2 separate regions of the Mus musculus genome follow, and region 1 is linked to region 2. The links are chromatin contacts, called in public promoter capture Hi-C maps. All regions are on one chromosome and are shown on one strand. Each heading gives the region's core, a stretch centred on a gene start, on an enhancer-like site or on the middle of the called end of the contact. The rest is flanking DNA. Distances are from core to core; before and after follow the strand shown.

Region 1 (6,040 bases), core at 1,878-4,377, 150 kb before region 2:
GGAGACACCCCGGAAGACTCCAGGGAGAACAATCCCCCGGCCCCTCCCCGTGGCCCCAGTCTTCCCACCAGCACACATACCCGGGAGTACTGCAGCTTGTCCACAATGTCATCACTAGTGAGGGGGATTAAACCTGCAAGACACAGAAGAGTGCTTTGCAGAACAGCCAACAGCCAAACCATCACAAGAGCCTCAAGGAGGTCACGCAGGCTGGGGACAGGGAGCGTCCCATTTGATCCGGTCCACCTCAACACCAGCACTCACCAAGCCTGTGCGCGATGAATTCATCATGAAGGACCGAGGAGTTGGCGTCAATCTGAACCCAGTCGATGGCTGGAAAAGGCAGCAACAAAACAGGGTAAGTGAGGACTAGTCACCAGACACATCTACAGACCTGCAGCAGCACTGTCTCCACTCTGCCCGGCGCTCAGGGAGCAGAGCCAGCGCCTGGTCTACAAAGTGAGTTCCAGGACAGCCAGGGCTACACAGAGAAACATTGTCTCAAAAAACAAAACAAACAAACAAAACCCAACCAAACAAAAACAAAAATTAAAAAAAAAAAAAAAAAAAAAAAAGCAAGCAAGCAAGCAAGCAAGCATCAATTCAGCTTACAAAGTTGAAGGTGTCCTGACCAGGCTGCAAGAGGCTCAAAGTGACTTCAAAGTGATGGCTCCAGGTTCAGGCATCCCACACGCCATACATAACACCTTCCTGCCCCAGTGGGGGATGGGCCTTGCTAGTGATACACCACACATGCATGCACATACTCTCTCTTAGAGCTTTTTGGGATATTTAAGGAGTTGAATACTTATCTAAGGATTACTTTAAATCTGCTACCTGTGCCAATCCCAAACCCAAGAACGAAAGCTATCTGGACACCATGGGCTGGAGGGATGGCTCCGCAGTTCTGAGGTTCCTGGCACCCATGTCAGGCAGCTCACAACCCCTGTAACTCCAACTCCAGGGGCATCTGAGACCCCTGGCCACCTCCAGCCCCTGCATTCACTGGTAAACACCCACACACAGAGACACAATTTTAAAAACTTAAAAGTCAGGGAAAACATCACAACAGCAAAACATCCCAAGTTTCAGGGCCCACACCTCGTTTGTGATATAACCAGATAGCCCACTTGGAATTTCAGTGTTCCTCTCATCAGTAGATGTTCACTGGACAGCTTCACCAGGGAAAGCCCACTAACAATAGAACCCAATCCCCCCCCAGGCACTGCTGGGCAAATGGGGCTGTAGCATACAGATGCTGCACTTAAGCATGTGTCTAGTCACCCATCAGCAAACACCTGCATGTAAACAATAATGTTCAGAAATCAGTGGTGTTGGAAACCCAGTTCTCAAGGAGCTGATGTAGGCCAGGAAGAGGCCGGAAGACCAGCTGAGGATAGGCCCAACCTGCCCTTCACCGCAGTGCTTCCTCAACTCAAGCAAGGACCAAGCTTCCTGATGATTTACTTCTGGGGCCCATTGAATGCCCTTAATCTACTTCCACCATTCCCATTCCCCGACCCCTGGTGGGAATTCCCCATCTCAGAAAACCTCGAGTGTCCATGTTTACAAACGCTCCACTCCCTTTTGGCCTCCTTCCTCTCTCAAAACAAACAAACAAACAAACGATAAAACTGGTCAGATTCTCCTGAAGGTGTCATATTTTGCCTTGTTATGTTTGCTCATGTCTTGTCTCTAACTGAAAACGTACATGATTTACATATGCAGCAGAAATAAGAAATTCATTTTTAAAAAGACACCAGGATGGATTTAAAAAAACAAAAAACCGAAGTCTGTCTGTCTGTCTGTCTCTCTCTCACACACACACACACACACACACACACACTTCAACAATAAGGAACAAAAGTATGTTGTTTGTTAAAGAAAATCTTAAGCCGGGCAGTGGTGGTGCACGCCTTTAATCCCAGCTCTTGGGAGGCAGAGGCAGAGGCAGGCAGATTTCTGAGTTCCAGGCCAGCCTGGTCTACAAAGTGAGTTCCAGGACAGCCAGGGCTACACAGAGAAACCCTGTCTTGAAAAACAAACAAACAAACAAAATTAGAAAATCTTTATAACACATGCTTTCTCTCATGTGGAATCTCTCTCTTTTTCTCTTTCTCTCTTTAATAAAGAGAAAGTTCGGAGCCTGCAAGATGTGCAAGATACTTTTTGTTGTCAAGCCTTAAGGAGTTCAATCCTGGGCCCCATATGGTGGGAGAAGAGAATCCCTCCTACAAGCTGTACTCTGACCTCTACACATGAACTCCGGTACTCGAGCCCAGAGATAGACACATATATGTAAATAAAGGTTTTCAAAAAGATAGGGGGAGACGACAAGAAAGTATAGCAGGGTACTATCTGGAAGGATGGGAGAGACCAGGTACACTCTGTGTGTGTAGATTTCAAACTACATAACGAAGCCCATGATTTTGTAAAATCAGCATATATGTTCAAAAGACACCAGCCAGTAGCGAACACTGACGTCAAAGCAAAAGCGCATCATCTACACTACTTCGGCAATCGCTGCATCACCTGCTAACGACGCCTAGCATCTACACCGCCCGGATGAGGAGGCTGCAGCCCTCCGCTGTTTAACAGTGCTTGGTTTTGATTTCTGTTGCTTTGGGGTAGACGAACAGTACTGGGAAACCCGCAGCTGAGCAAGGCACGCACCAAGGCGGGCCTAGGCTGCCCCAGCCCAGCGTACAGCACCGCAGTGTTCTCAGCCCCCACCCCGGGCGGAGGGTGGGCGGCACGGGCTCCCAGGGACGGTCGCTTACCTATTATGGGCACCTCTGCGATGAAGACCCTCCGAATGGAATTGGCCACCCTACAGGAGGAAAGACAGGCGGTGTGAGCGGCCCCGAAGCCACAGCCCCGGGGTCAGGAGCTCGAGGACCCGGCCGCCCGCCCGCCTCTCCCCTCGCCGCCTTACGCCAGGTCCGTGTTCTCGATAATGAACTTGACGTTCTCTTCGGTGAGTTCCGTGATCCGCACTGTTGGCTGGTTGGCGTACGGCATCGCGACCCTCCGCCAGGCTCCCGCGCCAGCCGCACAGCGCGCCTGCGCGGCCACCAGCAGTTTGTCGGCGGGGCAATCGGCGCTTCCGGCTAGTCGCGGGCGCAGCGCCACCTGCTGACCGGAGGCCGGAACTCTCCTGGCCTGTGTTTTCTAACCACACCGGCGCCAAAATGCATTGGTCCTATACTCTTGAAATCCCCAAGATATACAGCACAAAAATTAAATGTACAGGGTCATTCATGCCAACGTTATTTATAACTGCTAAAAATAACGCATTAGGCAATGATCGATAGAGACTTGGTTAAACTTACATACGGGGCTGGAGATACGGCATTGGGGATAAGAGCACTGGCTGTTCTTATGTAAGACTTGGATTGTATTCCCAGCACCCATATGATGCCTAACATCTTTAGCTTCAGTTTCTGAGGAAACTCTCTCCTGGTATCTGAGGGCACCAGGTATTCACATGGTGCACAAATATACATGCAAGCAAAACATCCTTATACATAAAAATAATTTTTAAAATACATAGGAATACAATGAAACCTTAAAAAAAACCATTAAAAAGTTGTACATCTATACATGAACAAAATGGCTAGGGAGGTGACTCAAGCATGCAAGACGACTGATAGGTTATTTCTCTGCTGGTAAAATGAGCCAATTCAAGACAGATTAGAATATATTAAAAGGCAGGTTTATTGGGAAGCTGCTCTCAGGTGAGTTCACTGGCCTTAAGAACAGAGGCCGGGGAACCGCCATGGGAAGGGCAGAGAGGGAGAAGAGAAAGGGCCTGGGGCAGGGGGAGGGAGATAGATCGATCCAGAGAGCAAGAGCAAAATGTCTGGATTCTATAGGGAAGAACCTCTTGGGGAAGGGCAGCCCAGCCTCTGGGCTGGAAAGTTCAGGGTGGAGGCAGAGCATGCCAGGTGGGGACTGAAGGATGCTGGGAGAACCTGGAGGCCAGGTCTGCTTTGACGGGTAAAATATGCACCTCAGTCACTTGTTCCAGGGTGCGAAGCCAAACCCTGATGTGCAAGGACACAAGGTCAAATTCTCAGAACACCTGTAAAGAGGCATGGTAATGCAAGAGTCTAATCTTAGGCTCCTGTGAGTAGGAAGATGGAGAGAAGAATCCCCTGGATGCTCTCAGGACAGTTAGATAACACACAAAGAAGCAAACAAGAGACCCACATCCGAGCTAATGTCAGAGAGAGTACTGTAATGCATACACAAGAAAAACAAAACCCATGTTTTTTTGTTTGTTTGTTTTTGTTTTTGTTTTTCAAGACAGGGTTTCTCTGTATAGCTCTGGCTGTCCTGGAACTCACTTTGTAGACCAGGCTGGCCTCGAACTCAGAAATCCGCCTGCCTCTGCCTCTGCCTCCCAAGTGCTGGGATTAAAGGTGTGTGCCACCACGCCTGGCTTTTTTTAAAATTTTTTTTTAAATGTATTTCTATTTTATATGTGTATGTATGTAATGGTACCAATACATCACGTGTGTGGAAGGATGCCAGGCCTGACTGCAAGTGCTCTTACCCACTGAGCCACCTCAAAGGTCCCCAACGTATACTCAACAATGTCCATATGTGTTAGACGATACACACTTTCCCTTCTACTCTTGATCGTGTGATGTTCTTCTGAAGTAGATACAATGCTCTCCACTTCTACAGATCTGTGTAGTTGCAGCTGAGGAGTTTAAATGGGCCTCTAAAAAGTGGCAGCTGTTCACACAGAGAAAAGAGGCCCTTAAACGGAACCCTGAAGGAACTACATTTAGAGGGCAGAGTTACCAGAGAATAAAGAGTTGCTGTAACAAGGAGTCACATTTCTTCCTGAGGGAGAGAGAAAAGCATTGACAGAGGGGGGCCTGGTCTACAGCACACACCATCCCTGTGAATCATGAATCACACTTGTCTGCTGAGAGGGATGCTATAGAGGATAGAGAAAAGATGAAGTGTAATTATGTGGCAGTAACTCTATGGAATGTCGAGAGGCATTAAAAAGAAAAAATCAGAGGTACAGAAAGAGCCTGACAGAAAGCCCTGTGGACAAGATCTGGAACTCAACTCTCCCCATCAGCTGATTTAAACAGAAAGACAGTGATTTGTACAGAAGACCGTGCTAACCATGGGCACAAAGGAAACGGCGCCAGTGTAGAGGCTGGAAGACTAATGAAAGCTAAGGACTGCCTGCAAGTAGTCAGAGACTAGGAGCAGACAAGAAGTGCATGGCCTGGGATTACTCTCATTTGACTGTGCCCAAAGATGCAAGGCTGTCATGGTGGCCCCGTAGGTGTGAGGATACTTAGATACTCGACATTGTCTAGATGGACATAGATGTGGGAAGCCACATACGCCATTACAAGATGGCACTGGCTACCGCTGTTAAGTTCGGGTAAACAACCAATGTGCGCATGTGCATAAGGGTTTCGTGCCACGTCACAGCCCATCCCGGGGAATGTAAATGAGGTACTGAAAGCACAACCAATCAGGTATACACACGCCACTCCTACGCCTATACAAGCAGCGCCAGTTCTGGGGCTCAGGGTCTTTCGCCTTCTCTATCAAGCTCTCCCAATAAACGTGTGCAGAAGAATCCTGTTGTGGCGTCTTCCTTGCTGGCAAGTCAGGCGTCCACACATAGACAAAACAACAAGAAATTGTTTCAAACATATTTATTATTTTTACAGATTCTAAATACACTAATGATCCTGAAGTGCATGCTGGTGTCTGTGATGCCAGGCTCAGCACAACTGTCCAAAAGGCACCTGCCTAGGGGAGGCAGCTTTCTGAGGGGATCCAGAGACAATGGCCAGTGGCAAATGTTTGTGAGCACTGTCTGCCCTGTGCTGGGGAAGAGCTCCCACTATGTGTTGCCTCCGGACCTTGGTTGTGAGCCCCTAAGAATATTTCTCAGGGGATTTTGACAGGATCACACTCTGTAGCTCAAGCAGGCTTGTAATTCTCTACAAAGACAAGCCTGCCTCTGATCTCTCAATCCTGCTGTAGCAGTCTCCTG
Region 2 (5,784 bases), core at 948-3,447:
ATTTAAAAAATGATCCAGATGTTCTCTGTCTCTCAGCCTTGCTTTGAGACAGCAATATATAAGAAATGCTTAGCACAGACCTTAGAAGTTTTCTATTGCATAAAGTGTCTAGGGCCAGGAAGGTAACCAGTGGGTAAAGGTACCCCCAAGCCTGAGGAGGAAAGCTTTATCTACCAGACCTATGAGATGGAAGTGTTCTAGAGTTAATATACCATCCAGTGAGGAATCTTCTGCACACTTAGGGGTTAACAAAGGAAAAACCTCCTTAATAATAGTGTGCTATAGGTTCTGACTAACGCACAGAAGGGAGCCAGCCTGAAACAGAAAGTTTTGCCATCTTACATAGGCCTTAGGTTTATGCTTCACATATTCTGTCATCCTTAAATCTCTCTCAGGTCCACATTCCAGGTTATTATGAATGATTTAAACAGAGACAGGAGACTACAACTTTGGTGGGAGATTTACATGGCAAAGATATTGTTAGAATTATTTAAGTATATATGGCTGTTTGGGTGGCAATGGTCCCATAGGCTCATATGTTTGAATGCCTGGTCCTCAGTTGGTGAGCTGTGGCTAGGTGTGTCCTAGTTGGAGAGGGGTGTCACTGAGGATGGGCTTTGAGGTTTTAAACACTCACACCAGGTTCTCTCTTCTCTCTTCTCTCTCTCTCCCCCTCCCCCTCTCCCCCTCTCCCCCTCCACCTCTCCCCCTCTCCCCCCTTTCTCCTGATGCTTACGGATCAGTTACTCTCTCAGTTACTGCTCCAGTGCCACACCTGTCTGCTTCCCTCCATGATGGTCCTACAAGCCCCCAGTTAAATGCTTTCTTTTATAAGAGATGCCTTGGGCTGGAGAGATGGGTCAGTGGTCAAGAGCACTGACTGCTCTTCCAGAGGTCCGAAGTTCAATTCCCAGCAACCCCATGGTGGCTCACAAACATCTGTAATGGGATATAATGCCCTCTTCTGGTGTGTCTGAAGTCAGCATATATATAAAATAAATAAATAAATCTTAAAAAAAAATGAGAGCTGGCCTTGGTCATGGTGCCTTTTCACAGCAATAGAATAGTAGCCAAGACACATGTGCACATGCAGACACATGTGTGTGTCATATATAAATGAATATATATGGCATGAAAAGTACAACCACATTGAGAGACGTCATTTGGTATTTAAATAATGATATATATTTAATGATGGTTGGAGTTTCCTTTTAACACACTGATGTTCACTCCTTTACCGCTGGTCCTCCCTGAATCCTTCTCTGGCCATAAAGGGGAAAAAAATAGACAGAAAGAGGGAAAAGAGACATGGAAGTTTACAAAATCCAAACTTTGCTGGGCATAGTGGAACACACCTATAATTTCAGTACTTGGGCCATAGAGACAGGAGGATTATGAGTTCTAGGCTAGCCTGGGCTACAAAGTGAGATGCTGTATCTAGAAAGAGAAAAAGATATGACCCCTGTGAATCCAGCCTGGTCTACATAGTGAGTTCTATACCAAGCTACACAGTAAGATATTACCAATCTCGTCCTCCCCCCCCCCAAAAAAAAATCCATAGGGGGAGGAGGGAAAGAGGGAGGTAAGAGGGCCGGAGGATGGCTCAGCAGTCAAGAACAGGTACTGCCTTGCAGAGGATCCTAGTCTACTTCCAAGCACCCATAACCAGGTGGCTCACATCTGCCTGTAACTCCAGCAAGGAAAGCCTACACCTCTGGCCTCCTGGGCAGCCTGCACTCATGTTCATATGCACACATGCACATAATTTAAAATATTTTTAAATCAGAAAGAGGGAGAATTAAAGAGAGAGGGAGAGGGAGAGAGAGAAGAAAAGGGAAATTTGAGTCTCACTGCGGTGAAGGTCTAAAAAGGAAAGCAAAAGCCTTCGGCCTCCCTCCTAGAGGGAAGGAAATGACACAGAAGCTGGTGGCTTTGGGCAGTTCACTGGGAGGAAGAATAACATGCCCTTAAATGGAAAGGGGGAAAGGAAAACTGGCTGTAGGGGCCAAGTTCCCATCTCCCTAGCTTTTCACAGCCACTTCTGCAGGTAACAATCCTCTCCCATTGCTGGCTGGGCTCCTGGCTCCAGGCTGGTGTCCAAGCCCGAGGGGTTTCTGGCAGCAGCATGCTTGCCTTATCCATGCCAGGCGGGGATAGCCCAAACGAACTCACCAGAGCCTGCCCAGCCTCAAGTCCTGCCAGCAGAGAGCCTCATACCTTGGCTGCAGCCACAGTGATTCTGGTTTTCTGTTCCCAGGACCTCAAATATCCCCACAGCTATCCTGAGAAAGATGGTGGGTAATTCCAAAATATAAATGCAGTTTTTCATCTTCTTTTGTTGTTGGTTTTGTCTCTTTAAGAAAGGACTTGTTATATCATAGTATAATATAGTATAATATGTATATTGGTCAGGCAAATCTCCAACATGTGGTTTTCCCCTGCCTCAAGCATCCTTAATACTGAGATTACAAGTATGATCCACCAGGCTAATATATACATTATATATTATATACATTACATAATATATACATTACACACACATATACATATATGTGTGTGTATATGTATATGCATATACATGTGTATATATGCATATATATATATATATAAAACATTAATATATATTAATGAGAGTCTTGCTAGATTTCCCAGACTCATTTTGGACTCCTGAGCTAGAGCAATCCCTCCACCTCACCCTCTGAGTAGCAAGGCTCACAAATATGAATTACTACATCCAGCTTAAAAATGGCTCATTAGTGGTTCATTAACAGAAGCCTTCCCTGGCCCCCAGCCGCGTTCTCTGACCTGAACGTGCCAGGCTGTTTATTACGCATGTGGCTGCTTCTGTGAAACACTGGCTACAGATGTCCCCACCACAGCCACCCTCCACATGGCAGAAGTGGCTGGGACTTCCCTCGTCTCCCTGGGACCTTGTAGGCATCTTAGGAATGTTCGATACTGAGCAGACTAAAGCACTTCCAATTCAGACTCTTCCACGTGTGTTTGCAGCTGGGAACTGGGTACCTGTTTTCCTGCCCTGGGATTGCAATTTTGGGACTAGACTCTCCCCTGCTAACGCCTGACTGTTGAGGTTGTGGGGATGGGTCTCCTTCTACCTATTCAGCTCTTTGACCAACCCCCAACACACGCAGGATCAAGTCCCACCCTGAGTACCAGCCCAGGGACTCCTGTTTAATGGTGGGTTAAGGAGGAGGCATTGTAACCCTGGAGCCTATGGGAAAGGGTTTGTGCTACCGGTTCCTGCTCTTTTTCCCTCCCAGAGCCATGCCACCCCCTACTCCCAACCCCCCTCTACTCCCGTCTCTCCTCAGAAATCATGCTAAGATGGATTTGGGCCTCAGAAAGTCGGTGATACTGGATTCAAACTTGTTAGGTCTAGAGATGACCCTGAAAGGCTGGGAAGCAGCTGTCTGCCTAGGGCCTCATGATACACACAGAAAGTGCATACCTTCCCAGAACCCCCAGTTTCCCAGAGGAGGTTCATGCCCTGATTCTACAGACATTTTCAATTAGATACAACTAGCATATTGGCTAGTTTTATGATGCAAGCTAGAGTTATTTGAAAGGAGGGAAACTCAATTAAGAAAATGCCTCCACCTCCATAAGATCTACCAGTTGGGCATTTTCTTAACTAGTGAGTGATGGAAGAGGTCCCAGCCCATTGTGGGTGTGGTTACCTCCGGGCGAGTATTCTTTGGTTCTGTAAGAAAGCAGAATGAGCAAACTGTGACCGAGCCATGAGGGAAAGGAGACCTCTTCCTCAACAGCCAGGCATTAGCTTCGGAGATTCCAGTCCTGAGATGCAATCCTGGAGCAGGAACACAGGGACCCAGTTCTCAGTGCAGTGAGCATTTGGCCATCTGCACTGTGGGCACTTTGGTCTCTAGCCGTAGAGGCAACAACTCCCCCCACCCAGTAGTAACACAGAAAACAGTGAACTGCGTGAAGTACTCTAGCAAGGGGCATGGGGACATGTTTAAGACTGGAACACCTAGGTATTCACCGTGGCATTTGTTTACTGGGATAAAACCATCTGAACAGAGTAAATACTGCTATACTGCATGGGAAAGAGTTTCCCACTCCCTGCTACCATATCTCTGCCACCCATGCCTGTTAGTTTTTTGTTTTGTTTTGTTTTGTTTTGTTTTGTTTTGTTTTGTTTTGTTTTGTTTTGTTTTTTAAGCAGCATTAGAGAGGCTTGGTCTGACTGTAGTCAGGAACTGTGCTGGTGGCCCTGGGTTCTATAAGAAAGCAGGCTGAGCAAGCCATGAGGAGCAGACAACTTCCTATGGCCTCTGCATCAGTTCCTGCCTCCAGGTCCCCGCCCTGTTTGAGTTCCTGCCCTGACTCCCTTTGAGGATAAACAATATGTTAGTGTAAGTCAAATGAACCCCTTCCTCCCTAGCTTGCTTTTGGTCATACTGTTTCATTGCAGCAATAAACACCCTAACTTTGACAACAATTAGCGCTGTATATGCTAACAAAAACAAATAATCACAGCCTATGTGCAAGGGAGGACCTAAGAGAAGGACGGTGTGCCGATGGGGAAGGTTGGGTAACAGGGCTCAGGAATAAAGGGTCTCAGGGAAGGAATGCATCAGGATGTCTCAGCAGAGGGCCCCCAGCTTCCTGAGCTTGACCCATCCAATTTTCTATCCACACATGTATTCATCCACTCATCCATTCATCCATCCATCCACCCACCCATCTGTCCATCCATCCATCATCCATCCATCCATTCATTCATCCATCCATCTATCCATCCACCCACCCATCTGTCCATCCATCAACCCATCCATCCATTCATCCATCCATCCATCCATCCATCCATCCATCTATCCATCCACCCACCCATCTGTCCATCCATCAACCCATCCATCCATTCATCCATCCATCCATCCATCCATCCATCCATCTATCCATCCACCCACCCATCTGTCCATCCATCAACCCATCCATCCATTCATCCATCCATCCATCCATCCATCTATCCATCCACCCACCCATCTGTCCATCCATCAACCCATCCATCCATCATCCACCCATTTATTCATCCCAAACTTATTTGTCCTTACTTACCAAACTTCTAGACCAGCACTTCCTGATGGAGAGACCATGGTGAGGTCCCTGCCTTCCCATAGCTGAGCCTAGTGGGAAAGAAACATAATGAACAGATAAATTAAATCTGAGTCAAGGAGACTGGACAGTGACTGCAAAGAGAGTGGAACCACATTAGCCCGGATGCGATGAAGACACATTTGAGCTAGCATGGGAAAGATGGATTTCAGAACCTGTCCTGTGTGGTCTGGGGAAGGATGGCTCTCCACAGGCCCTGAGGAGCAAACAGACTTTGTGTATGAGAAATCAGAGAAGAGGGAGTATGGTGGTACGTGCCTAAGGCTCGAGAGGCTGAGGTAAGAGGGTTGTGCAATTGTAGCCAGTCTTGGCTAAATAGTGAGATTCTTCTGTCTGGGGAAGAGAAGAAGATGGATAAGGGAAAAGGAAGGAAAGTGCTGGAAGGGTTTGGGAATGAGAAGATGGGAGGGAAGCTAGACATGTTTTGGGTTGCCTCTGATGAGGCAGGCAGGACAGCCTGGGGTTGGATTGGTGGGACTATAGGAAACCTCTTTGCAAGGTTGGCAGTCAGGACCTGCCCCACGGTGTTCCCCAGGTGGAGAAATGCAGCCTTGCATGCTTTGATGACCCTCCCCCCCACTTGTGGCCAGCATCCTCTGTGTGCCAGGCTGTCCAGTGTCCAGCTTG

What was found. Promoter capture Hi-C pulls out the DNA fragments that hold promoters and counts their contacts.
Region 1: a promoter capture Hi-C map of liver shows a contact between it and region 2, with 2.2 times the contacts expected there. The contact joins the promoter of Polr2c here to the enhancer-like site in region 2. A contact is called at or near these places in 20 of 39 promoter capture datasets (the 3T3-L1 cell line, 3T3-L1-derived adipocytes, the C10 cell line and 12 more), 4 of 15 datasets of contacts at CTCF or cohesin (the NIH/3T3 cell line, embryonic stem cells and pro-B cells), 6 of 484 Hi-C or Micro-C datasets (CD4 T cells, the HL-1 cell line, embryonic stem cells and 1 more), 15 of 115 datasets of contacts at active chromatin or transcription factors (the 230-238 cell line, the HPC-7 cell line, the NIH/3T3 cell line and 10 more) and 4 of 9 other capture datasets (adipose tissue, embryonic stem cells, liver and 1 more).

What each region holds. Positions count from the first base shown.
Region 1 is chr8:94,854,537-94,860,576 of GRCm38.p6, reverse strand. Polr2c (polymerase (RNA) II (DNA directed) polypeptide C) reads right to left here and starts at 3,127. Exons shown (of 9, transcript NM_009090.5): 1 at 2,936-3,127; 2 at 2,781-2,830; 3 at 265-333; 4 at 81-133. The coding sequence starts at 3,021. Coq9 (coenzyme Q9) reads right to left here. Exons shown (of 9, transcript NM_026452.3): 9 at 5,682-6,040.
Region 2 is chr8:94,707,659-94,713,442 of GRCm38.p6, reverse strand. No RefSeq gene overlaps it. Among named protein-coding and RNA genes, the nearest start is that of n-TLcag4, 6.5 kb to the right of the region's middle. Within about 2 kb of position 2,197, at least 109 of the 459 cell types and tissues checked have an H3K27ac peak or open chromatin away from gene starts, as enhancers often do. A contact at or near this core is called in the HPC-7 cell line, adipose tissue, bone marrow-derived macrophages and 7 more, where this site is marked.